Linked DNA regions of Anas platyrhynchos: region 1 is linked to region 2. The links are chromatin contacts, called in public Hi-C maps. All regions are on one chromosome and are shown on one strand. Each heading gives the region's core, a stretch centred on a gene start, on an enhancer-like site or on the middle of the called end of the contact. The rest is flanking DNA. Distances are from core to core; before and after follow the strand shown.

Region 1 (6,399 bases), core at 3,473-5,972, 67 kb after region 2:
CTTTAACTTTAATGATGCTTTATTAATCATAATCTTCTCAGCTGCAATTTCACCTTTTGGTTGAAATTGCAAGGTTGTGCTGTGTTCTCTGCCCCATTCAGTAGGTTAAGTGGCATTCAGCTACCACAATTTCTTCCTTTTTTTATGGACACTGAAGGTAATATTCTGCCACGAGGAGAATCAGGCAATATAATTCACATCTTGAGAGTTCTTTCTGTCTGCCTCATGATTCACACGGACTACACTACAATTCTTGTTATTTGTGTCACCTTTGGGAAACTTGCTTTCTCTTGAGCTAGTGAAGAAATGCTTTCACACTGCAGAGTACGATGACATTACTGTCTTGTTAAATATGGGTTATTTACTTTATGCATACTGCTTCTAGGTTTGTATATCCTTCAGAATGATTTTTCAGCTTTCCTCTTCTAAATCCCAAACCACAGACAAAAATATCATCCATCCCCTGCATAGCTGATGAGCGTAACTGCTGGGTTTGGATACCCATTTGCCTGCTGTCAGGCGCGGTGGAGCTTCCACAGCGGGCACTTTGCAACTGCCCTGGGGAAGAGGAGACGGGGCTACAGAGGAGGTGATTCCCTGGTACCTCAGGCAGACCTGGAAGCTTACACTGTAACAACACTCTGCTAAAAAAGGGACACACAGGTAGCTCTGAACTTAACAAAAGTCAGGTTCTTCCTTTTTTCCAGCATGCCATTTTGAAGAGGTGGTTGCATGTTCTGGACAGTAATGCTGAGTTGTCTGTGAGCTGGCTCTGCACTCTGCGAAGCTCAAGGGAGCTCCAGAATTAATGAAGTCCTGTTGTGTCCAACTAAAGTAACACTGCTTACTGAGCTATTCGTAACATCTACCAGCAAAGTCCTGAGATCTTTTAGAAGATTTCAGATGACTTGCAAAGAGATGTATGTTTTTGTATGAGGATACATTTATTGAATACTCTTCTCTCCCATAATATCCCCTAAGGACACCACTATAACCCCATCTGTTTTCATGGCTCTATGGCTTGTCAGCTCCTGAGATTGCCTTGACATTGGAATGCAGCTGGACCCCATACACTGGAAATCACCCAAAGGTTAAATACTACTTGGGAATGTTACCTGTTCACAGCTGCTTGAAAAAATATGCGTTTTTAGCCAAGATGCCAGGAATGATTTTGTAACTAAAGTAATCATACAAAAAAAAGTGATTAAAAATTGCTGAGGATTTATAAAGGACATTTACTGCTTTTTTTTTTTTTTTTTAAATATATATACATGTGATAAGGGAAATAGGGAGAATCACCACATGCTTTCTGTTAAAGAATAGGTGGCCTAGGACTGGTGTCTGGTCTTCATAAAAGTGCCTCCACGATGTGCAGGCCTTCCTTGCGAGGGGATGTAAAGTAGCCCTGTTGCTCTGTGTTCTGAGTCAAAATAAGAGTTTGGCAAAAAGTTCAGCCATAAACTGAAGGTGCACGTCAGTGCGTCTGTGTTAGCTGATTACTGTCGTTTTAAAAAATGTGTTAAATGTCCCTCCTGTTACTGCACTGCCTGGTGGGAAGATTTCATCCCCATTTACGTCCATCTGCTTGCTCTGGCTGCAGTGCCTCCAGCCCTCAACCAGCCGTACCTGTGCACTGCTGGTCAGGAGAAGTCTGTGGGCCTCCTGGAGAGCACAGGGGTAGAAAGATAAAGACTCCTCAGGAGTTCAAAGCAGGCTGTTCTGTTGAATGGAGATAAGAGGAATTTGTAGAGGTTTATCTCAGGTGATTAATTAGTTAGGAATGCATTCGTTATTTACTATGCAAATGTATGCACTACTTTTCTTTCTTTTTAGGTTCAGGATCCCAATGACTACAGCATCCCTAGCTGGTTTTGCTAGTTCTGTCCTTGGCTAGGCAGCAATTGCTGCGTAAAAGTTGTTTAAAAACGGAACTGACTTCTTAAAAACAAACAAGGAAGGGGAAATCACACACCTGGTGGAAAACTAAGCATTTTAATGTTGTGTTTTTCTCCTTTGTTTTACAGTGAAGAGAGTTACAATGTCACAGATTATTCTTTAAGGGATCAGCTCGTGGTACAACAGTGTGACAGTGAGGACCTGACCTCTTCTCCTGTAAAGAACACTTCAGCTATGCTGTACTCGCGGCAGAGCGCTACAGTGTACCTCTTCAGATTGGCAGTCCTCAGTAACCACGCAGGAGAGAAGGTGGAGATGCTCTTGGGAACAGACACTCAGTAAGTAAATAGTTATAACTTCTGTAATTTTTCACCCGATCATCTCAACAGGTTGTTGTTGATATCTGATCAGCAGTGACCGAGGAAGGATTACATTAAAAATGACCCCGTATTTATCACGGGCCACGCTGGCGTCCTGTTCAGCAACGCTGGAGAGTTTGTTGTTCCACCTGCTGACTGCTGTGATTTGCACTGTTTTTATTCCATTAAGTGTGCACTTCCGAAGCTAGGCAAGGTAACAGAACAAGCCTTTCTGTTTTTTTAATGATTGACAGAGAAGAAGAATGTGCAGCTTGTGTAAGATCCTAGATAGAGGAATAAATATTTACTGGAATAAAATAGAGCCTCTCCAAACCTGGTTCAGTTTCTCATGGATAATCGTGTCATGACAGGGCTCAGGGGTTTGAAGTCCCTGTCATGTTATTGTCATTCTCTTTTCTTGATGTCATGTTGTAGGGATAATAGCAAATTGAGTACACACGCTAAAATTATGTAAACTGAAGTATCTGTTACTAGGTGCTATTGTTCTAGGTCTACAGACCAAGAATTAACTGTGCTTCTGCCTCAGAGACTGCCAGCTCCCTAGCCAGTGAGTAATGGCGTGGCCGTGCCTTGCAGTGTGTTACATTAATACCATTAGGATAAGTAAATTGAGAGCCCATTAGAGGGTAGAATAGAAAGGAGAGATGACAAAGCTCCACTTGTATGTTGTACGGTGTGGTCTGAAATAGAGTTCTCATCACAAAGCCACATCTGACTTTCTGCAAACATTTTGCTGCCTCTTCCAAACCTGCAGCCAAATGGATAAGTACAAAGCTGGTGGTGCTGTTTTTTCCCCAAGTAATGCAGCAAGGAACAAAAAAAGGAACTAAAAAATACATTGAGGTAATGCAGAGGAGTCCATGGTGATGCAAGGTACAGTGAACTACAGTCGTGCATTGCTTCAAGGTGCTGAAAGATTATCTGTGATAGCTTTGCGTAAAAATGCTTCTCATAAACAGGAACCAAAAACCTTAGGTTTAACACTTCTTATTTTTGCAAAAAAAAAAAAAAGGAGAACTGACATGACCATTCCTAAACAGTAAAGGCTTTTTGTTGCATGTTAGTTGGAGAGGGTTTTCATCAGAGGGAAGGTGTGTAAGTCAGTGTAATGTTGCTGAAGACAGCAGAGTATCTGAAGGGTAATCCAGGCTGAAGATAATAATAATGCTGGATTTCTGAATCCCTTCTGGTGGTTATTGGTGAGGCAAACATGCCAGGGCTGCAGGACAGGGATTTACGGGGGATTGGAGGGGGGAGCGTGGGGAGAAGCTTTTATGTACAAAATTAAAGGTGGTGTTTTCCAAACTGAGCTTAAAATGCAACCCTTCTGATTCGGGCAAAGAGCAGACTACAGGCTGTCAGTGCTCTCATTTGCAGTCCTCACTTAGCGTCAAGATAATTAGCTCATTCTAATTAAGCCAAATCTAGTGAAAGTTAATTATTGTTCTATTTGCTGCTTACAGTAGGATGACCTCAGGCTTTAGTGGCGGGTAATGTAGTTTAAAATTACTTTAAAGACGGAGTAAGCAGTGTAGCTGCCATTAACCTTTCACCTTGCCCTGGATGCGTTTTTCCCGTGCGAGGTTCAGAGGCTCCCAGGCACAGCCCCTCAGGACCCGGCTGTCTTTGGAGCTTACAGAGAGGGTCTGACTGGCACAGCTCCGGGTCTTGGCCACTCTTGGTGTTAAGGTGCTGTCTCTATTAAGCATCACAATACCTCTGTAGCTACGTGACTTGTGTGTGGCATAGCTCAACTTCTCTGCGTAACGTTTCCAACCTGCGTTGCCTGCATACACTCCCAGTTTAAATTGTGAAGTGCTCAGTTTCTGGAGCAGTTTCATTTGAGCTTCTCTAAGTCTCTGGATCATTGTTGAGATCCCAGAGACGACTGTGGACAATGAAGGTTAGTTACCCAAATACTACAAACATGACAACGCTCTGAGATGTGGCTGGGGCTTTGGGTGGCCCTGTGTGGACCAGGAGCTGGGCTCGGTGACCCTTGTTGGGTCCCTTCCAACTGGGATGCTCTGTGGTTCTGCTTCCACTTGAACTACAAATGGGGCTGAGTTATCGCTGTTGGTTGTCGTAGCATAAGTACATGATAGGTCAAATACTTCTCTAATATTTTCTTCTGAGTGCTGGAAGTTGAGCAGTGGGTTTTCTGCCTTGCTTGCCTGTTAGCAGAGAACTTCCCTCAAATAATCACTGGGGCCAGGGGGTAAGTGCCTGAAGTAAAGTGGAGAGCAACGAGTGTCCTGTGGTTGCAAGCAGTCTGTACACCTGCCTTCTGCAGGGCGCTTGGATGTGCAGCTGCCTCTCCAGGACTTACCGCTGCAAGTGGCAGCAAACACTGACCGGAGTGCGTTGGGTCCGGTGCTGAGCGGTGCTGTCCCGGGGCAGCTTTGTGAATCCTGTACCAGAGCGGAAACTGCAGGACGGGATGGAGGAGGAGTTTGGCACTGCCGCGGGGAAGCTGCGCTGGATAGAGGTGGTCCTTGTTCTCCTGGGGCAGTGCTGGAGTGCTCTGCTTTAGAAAAGGGCAACAAGCAGCGTCTTGTTCTTGCGGGTGCGAGTCTCGGAGAGGCCATCGCTTCTGTGTGGTGCCATTAACATCCACACAGCCCTTCACAGAAGTGAAAGATGGTATCTGTTCCGCGGAGGCTGGGGGCGGGACACAAGACATGAAACAGAACGCTCCAGACGCATCCCAGCCTGGAAAAACTTACAGTTTTAGGTTTGCTTTCAAAGTTTAGAATAACTCTGAAAGAAACTATAGATCGTTAATGATTCCTATTAAAGATCTTATTATAAAGTAAGCAGATGATTCAGACTTGCTTGGAAATGCGATTTTATTGGGAAAAAAATGAAGCACATTTTTAGTTGTCTGGGCTTTTTATAAAAAGACATTTTGTTCTACAGAATATTACTGCTTGCCTATATAAGGTTTGTGATATAAATAGCAGTCCATCAGATTATCTTTCAAGGGAAAAAGTCTCTGACAATACCTCCTTGATTTGAAAACTTTTAATAGAGCGTTGCCGTGTGTGGTGTGCTCAGGGCTCCGACAATCCCAACTTTTTGTAACTTGAGGCAAGCGCGATGGGGAGGGCAGCGGCAGGAGGAGGGCCCAGCTGGACGCTTCAGAGCGCTCACTGATCGGAGCGATGCATGTTCAAAGCAAAACGTTTGTGTTGACTACGATTTCCAGCGCAGTTTGATCGCGTTGTGTCACTTTGTGTGGCTCGTGGTTCCCAGGTACAGCAGTAGAGGCGCAGGGTCCGGAGCGTTGTGGTGGTGGGGCACGGCCGGCAGCTGAGGGTGGCATCAGGGGAAGGCTCCTCACAAACCTCATGTGTCTTTCGTGGCCTGTTCCCACCGAATTACAGCTCTGGAGCAGCTGTAATTGTGCCTGCTGCTGGAGGTGGAGGGTTAAATTACAGGGTCACTTAGCATTAGATGATCCACTGGCGCTGGCATCTTTTTGTGTTTGTCTCCCGGTCTGTCTGTTTACACAAGTAACATCGATTCCCTTGAAAAATACACGGAAAGCTATGGAAGGACAAAGGCTTTTTTGGTCAGAGGTTGGACTCGAGGATCTTGAGGTGTCTTCCAACCTAGACAACTCTGTGATTCTGTGATTCCCTAGTCTGGCTGAGAGCTGTGGTTTTTTGGACTGGATTTTTCATATTCATGCTTAACACTGCCTTCTGGGGAGAGGGTGACTTCAGTGGGAGTAAAGTTGTTTTGTGTTCACCAACTATCTGGTGTACGTGGATTTATGAAGAAACACATACTTAGATAGGAAGGCAGTCTGGTATTATCCCATTTTTTAAGAGTTGTTTGAAAGGAAATGTAATTTTCTTATTAAGACTGGTTATAGGAAAATACGGATCTGTAAATAACATGTTTCTAAAAATAAGAACAAAATTAAGGTTGTGCAAAATTGTATATGTTTTCTTACTGTGGTTGAGACACAAGTTTAGCACTGGTTTCAGATTTTCAAAAAATGAACAACTGCAGACGACAGATGTTACTATTTTTAGTTAAAAACTCAAGTTATCTAAAGACAAAATTTTGAAGAAGAAAATTCAAGTGGATTATTTAATTTTGTTTATATTAGTCA
Region 2 (5,768 bases), core at 1,726-4,225:
CACAGGGAACTGGTAAGCCTTATTTCCCAGAAAACTGCAAAACAGAAACCACATCTAAAATGTATTTTAAGGCCTTTTCTTCCCTTCCTTCAAGAACTTCCTTCACACTCTAGTCGTGAACCAATTTCTTTATCCACACCTTCCTGGTGGAGGGAGCTGGGTTAGGATAACAGGCAGCAGCATCGTGTGCTCCCCCACTGCCTGGGGCACTGACCATGGCTCTTAAAGCTTCTCCATCCAGTACAAGCTGACAGTCCCTTCGGGGCTCAAAATTCAGGGTTAAGTTCAGTGAAAACACCTGGAAGTGTGTCACTGATTACCTCCGTGACTGTTTTCAGGTGAGTGGAGGACAATTTTGGGGAGGGGCTGTACTCTTGGGGTGGCTGAGCTGTGAGTTGAGGTGTAGGGCTATTGCTAGGGAAGCTGGGAGCATCTCACAGCGGATCAAACCTCCTAATAAAAATCACTTTGTTATATACCTCATGAAAGTCTAAAGCTTGGTCGACACAACTGTTAAATTGTGGTCTTCTCAGTTAATCTGAAGTAACTTCATTCCACGCTTATTAGCCATTTACCAAATGCCCAGATACTTTTTTTCTTAATTCCTTTCTCATGGCATTATTCTGCCTTCAGAGGTTTGTTTCGCACGCAAGCAAAATCTGCGTTTCAGAGTAGATACCGTGTGGGTGGTTCTTTATTACATTCTCTTCTTCCAAAAGCATTCAAATGTTGTTTTGGGTAGATTCAAGATGTCAGTAAGAAACGTTCAACACATTGCCCTGTTTGCATGCTTATCTATTGTGAGAAAACTAGATCTTTTCTGAGCCTTTTTTTCTTCTCTCCTGCTAAATGACAGATGACAGCAAGTCAACAGGTATGTACTTTGCAGTGTGATTGCCAAGGAGAAGTGGCCTAAATCAAGCCTTGATTGCTGGTAAATCTGGAACAAAGTGCCCAAGATTAATTGTCAGAAGACAACAACTCCCAGCCATAGCTGTTGAGGCTGTTCAAAGTGAGCTTTGCATTTTATTGCTTGCCAAAGGCTGTGGAAAAAATCTAGAGATACTGCTTACCCATAGTGGTCTTCTAGGCACATCAGATATTGCTCTGGTCTCGATGACTGCAATATCCAGTCATCAGCTTGGTGTCCTGGCAGGTGGGCAGACACAAAAATGCCTGGGAGGAGCAAAGAATGGAGAGAGCAATGGCCTGCACCAGAGGAGCAGCAGGAGGCTGTCAGTTGGATGCAGTTGTGACTGAATTTTGTGGTGTCACAATTAGGGTTTTATCTTTAAAAATCCAAGGATTACCCAGCTGTTATATGGTGCAGGAGTGACTGCTTGGGTCTTGGTCTTTAATTAAGCAGAAAGAAGAGCACAGAATTTGAGGAGAGCCCACATTTGTACCCCACACAGAAGTGTGCTCAGTCCTTAACTCTGGCAAACCTGGCAAACACGTAAAGAACTGAAAAATTCCCTGTCTTTGGGTATTTCTGAATCCTGTATCCCAAGAGTCATTTGTGCAATTAATTGTTCCAGACAGACATCAATAGGAGATTTAGTTTTTTGTTTACCAGTGTTCTGTGCTACATAATACCCTAAGCAAACCCTGATCCAGTGTGAATTGCAGTTTCACTGAAGACAATGGTACAATAGGTATTTATATTACAAATGAGATTTTGTTGCTATGATTGCCACTTCTTCAAATACCCATATAATCTTAGTGGGGGAAAAAACCAAACAAACAACAAAAAAAAAACCAGCCCAGTAGAATGTGAATGTGTAATTTTCTAAGACAGATTATACTCAGATGTCACCATAGTACTTAGAATTAAGAGTTATGTATTTTTGTTTCATTTTGCTGGTGATTTAATCTCCTCCTGTGCTTTTATAGTGCATCCTTGTAACTGAAAGCCAGGGATAAGAAGCTTGTGTTCTTGCAGAAGTCCCACGGCAGAACTGTGTTTCAGGACACCAAGATCTGGGAATACCAGGTAAGAGTAAAGGCTTGACACCATTCCGTGTAGCTATCTCAGAGGAGAATGAGCTAGAATAAAGTGAAACATTTATTTCCTAGATAGAATACAAGGGAATGTTAGTTTATATCTTGTGCTTTGATCAGATTTTGAAAAACACATCAGGAGCTTAATTCCAAATAAAGAATGAGAGATGTTCCAGACAAAGTTAATTTTTACTTCCGAGTTATTGTTTTGAGTGATGATAATAAACAACCTTCTGTTTTGACATTCTTTTGGCAATGTCACAGAATCAGAATATCTCTAATCTGCATTTTCCTTGAAGATTATGAAAATCTGATACCTTGGGTATATATAGAGTAAATCAACTCATTGCACTCATGTTTCAAGATCTAACTTTCATTCCAAGTTCATATTTCTATGTATATATTTCAAAAGATTATATGTGAAAATGGCTTTGGCACTAGGATTAGCAGGTTTTTAATTTGTTTTCACAGGTCTCCATACAAATGTGGCAGCAGGAATAAAAACTCAGGATGGAATACAAAATGAATGGAAGCAACCCCTAGGACAGGATGAAGCTGAACTCCATCCTGCTCTCCCCTCACCGATACATTCCTGTCCCCACAAGATCAGAGTTCTTCACGGTCGGTAGGGTATTCATCTGCACAGACAGCTGAGATATTCAGTTACTCATTTACAGAACTGAAGTCTAGGGGCAGGCAGGAAACACAGAACTGAGCAGAAGCCCGAGGTTCTGTATGGGCAAGTGGCAAATTCCAGAGATAAACTGCACGAAGCACAATAATTCACGGGCATGCCCCGTGCTCCTGTATTTATCTATGTTGTCAGTTTTGCCTTCTAGGTCCATCCTCCTGTTTGTATCTTTCTTGCAGTGTTTCCCTTACACAGCTGCAGAAGCATATTTCTGCATTACACATCTGCCAGAGCTGACCAGTCCTTTGCCAATGTCCAAAGGTCATCACTGAAGCTGACAAAAGGATCATTACTTCCTTGTTTGTGCCCAGCAGCTGGATATGAGCATTCAGCTTACAGACGGCTGTGAACCCTCCTTGCTGTCAGCCAAAAATTCTGCAAGAGTTGAGGAGTGACCCACAAGCCAGGTAACAGGTGCAGGAACTGCCACTGAGCTCCGAAGCTTCACAGAAATGCTTAGTGCTGGGAATAGCAGATAATGAATTAGCCTCCGTTTACGTGCTGGTGGCTGGGCTGTGCCTGTGCACTTTGCCCCGGGGCAGAAGGTGCAGTTTGGCTCTTCTGTCCCGAGTGGGAGTGGGCAGGATCCTGGCACCTGGCTGCTGCCCGCTGCCCCGCTCCTCCTGCTCCCCGGGACCTGTGAGCGTGGGCATGGCGCAGCTTGGCCTCGGGCCTCGGGTGTGCCTCCAGGAGGAGGAACGGGCTGCAGGGCAATGCCAAACTCCATGTATGCGGCACCTGCTTCGTGCAGGGCGGGCGAGGAGCCCTGAGTCAGGCTGGTAGCTTGGCACGGCCACGCTTTGAGCCAGGGGTGTGTGTACGCTGGGTGCTGCTGGAGCTCGGCCGCCCAGGCCTGCTCCCACAGCGCGGGGCTGGCTGCTTGCACTGCCGGCCTTGGGCCATGCGTGTGGAAGTGAGATGCAGCTGAGTCAGGGAGGAGAAAGAGCCAAAGGCTTTATGATTGTTTTCTGAAGCAACAAATGCATTACCTGCAGTGCAGCATTTAGGCACTTCAAGTCCTGTTGTAGCCTTCACAGGACCTCAGAGAGAGCCTAGCAGCCGGTGCCTGCCCACTTACTGTGCCTGACACTAAAATGGAACCGTATAACCCGTGTCCCATACCAGCAGGGAAGTGAATTAAAACTTCGGATAGCACACCAACCTCTCTTACTCTCTACATGGACTCTACATGAGTGCTGGCTGTGGCTCACAGCTGTTTGAGTTGCAGTCACAACATGAAATCAGTGCTGTAGCTACAGCTGCAGAAATTCCAGAAGTTCCTGCTCCCGGTTGCCTGCAATGTAAATCAGGGCGTGAGCCCTCGGAAAATGCTGGTCTCTGTCTGCTTCATCTCAAAATGAGTGCTTACTTTGATTTAAAGACAATGTGTTTTACCCCGAGTTTATCACAAAAGGCTGGATAATTGGATGATACAAACTGGCATAGCTCCACGGATGCCAACTGGCATTTAACCCCATTTCTGCATTACTTGATGGCTGGAACCGCTGCTTTGGAGGGGCATCAGAGCACAGGGATAGCAAGGCATATGCAATGAGACATGTCATTACCTAGTGGTCAAACTACAGTACAGTATTTTAAGAAGTTTGCATTGTCCTAGCTCTTGAGTCTGGTGTGCTGGCACTAACATGGTGACTTACTGACTGTGTGTCACCTACCTGGAACTGAAACCTTTCTGTCTCCCAGAGGTACAATTGGTGGCACCTTTCCAAAAATTTCCTGGCAAAATGTGTTTGTCAGTAAGCTGCACAATCAGTGCCTTGTCACAGTCTGCGCAGATCTCCAGATGTGTTGCTTATTTTCACATCCCACAGACACACAGTGTAGTTTAACGGAGGAAGAACTGGATATATTTTTTTTTAATCTGTCATCTCTTTATCACTAGCTCTTGGTAAATGACTAGAGAATTTATGCATTGCAGATGTAGCCCCTCGGCTCCAGCGAGAAGCTTATAAATAGCATAATGCAAAAACTGCAGCCTGGCGCCAGCGCCGTGAGCTGCAGAGCCATGTGCCCTTTTCATGGAGTCTGTAGCACAAACTCCTCTTGGCCTTCTAGCACATCGCTGGGCTCATAAATATTTCTGAGGTTAAAAATAAGATAAACAGCCCTGTCTAGTGGCAATTTCAATAACTACATCAGAAGGACATTACTTCTAAAAGAATTCAGCCCCATATGTGTTGAATCAAGTGAGTTTAAAAATAGATGGTTGGCTTGCTTTTCTACATGGTAAATGCTCCAAGTACTTCTCCAGAGACCCTGGATAAACATGTGAGGCCGTACTCTGCCATTAGCTTTCTCCTAAGAGATTAGCTGCCTTTATTTAATTTTCACCCAAACCAATACAACTCCCTGATGGCTTGCCACTTCTCAAGCTGTGGCTGTATCTAACGCCTCCCCTTGGACATACTCAGTGCCAGAGGTCCAAACCTGCCTCGGGCTCCCAAGTGGAAGCTGTCTTTGTGCTGGAAGCCGTGTGGGAGCAGACTTTGCATCACTCTGGGTTCTTGTGGGTCCCGTGGTGCTCCTGGAGGTAGGTTTTACCTGCAGAAAGGGGCAGGTTCTGCTGGGATCGCCGCCTGCGCAGCTCAGGTCCTGCAGCAGCCCCACTTCAGGGCTCTCTACGGGCTGCCGTGTGTGCTGCTCTGCTGGGCCCAGCAGCACCCGGTTCTCAAGGTGAGCCTGGTGGGGACAGGGGCAATAGCATGGACGGCCCAGTGAGGATGGGAAACCCAAGGGACTTTTTCATAATTTTAAAACACCATCACCCCATAAGGCAGGCTGGCCCAGGGCTGGTGGTTTGCAGGGTGGGTGCAGCAGCGAGCAGGGACCCAGCTGCCTCCCAGCACTGGGGAAGGTGTTATCTCTGGTCTCTAGAGTTTAGCAGCCTGACACCCACCTACTTGGTCTTGCTTTTCTTGTTCTGTCACACTCAGGTGTGTGCTCATTGAGATAAGAGATTTCTGAAACCCAGAGCCAGCCCACCCTCCTGCTGCACACCTACCCACTCATCATTACCACTCTGTTTGATCTTGGAGAATGTTTCAAAGAATTCAAG

The links. Hi-C and Micro-C count contacts between places; a contact is called where the count stands out from the background.
Region 1: a Hi-C map of subcutaneous adipose tissue shows a contact between it and region 2, with 2.7 times the contacts expected there. The contact joins two enhancer-like sites. A contact is called at or near these places in 2 of 8 Hi-C or Micro-C datasets (liver and subcutaneous adipose tissue).

What each region holds. Positions count from the first base shown.
Region 1 is chr9:1,095,794-1,102,192 of IASCAAS_PekinDuck_T2T, forward strand. ARHGEF26 (Rho guanine nucleotide exchange factor 26) reads left to right here. Exons shown (of 14, transcript XM_027464549.3): 11 at 2,025-2,234. Among named protein-coding and RNA genes, the nearest start is that of DHX36, 26 kb to the right of the region's middle. Within about 2 kb of position 4,723, at least 3 of the 8 cell types and tissues checked have an H3K27ac peak or open chromatin away from gene starts, as enhancers often do.
Region 2 is chr9:1,030,941-1,036,708 of IASCAAS_PekinDuck_T2T, forward strand. RAP2B (RAP2B, member of RAS oncogene family) reads left to right here. Exons shown (of 15, transcript XM_072042588.1): 12 at 1,894-1,993; 13 at 2,473-3,099. Among named protein-coding and RNA genes, the nearest start is that of ARHGEF26, 23 kb to the right of the region's middle. Within about 2 kb of position 2,976, at least 4 of the 8 cell types and tissues checked have an H3K27ac peak or open chromatin away from gene starts, as enhancers often do.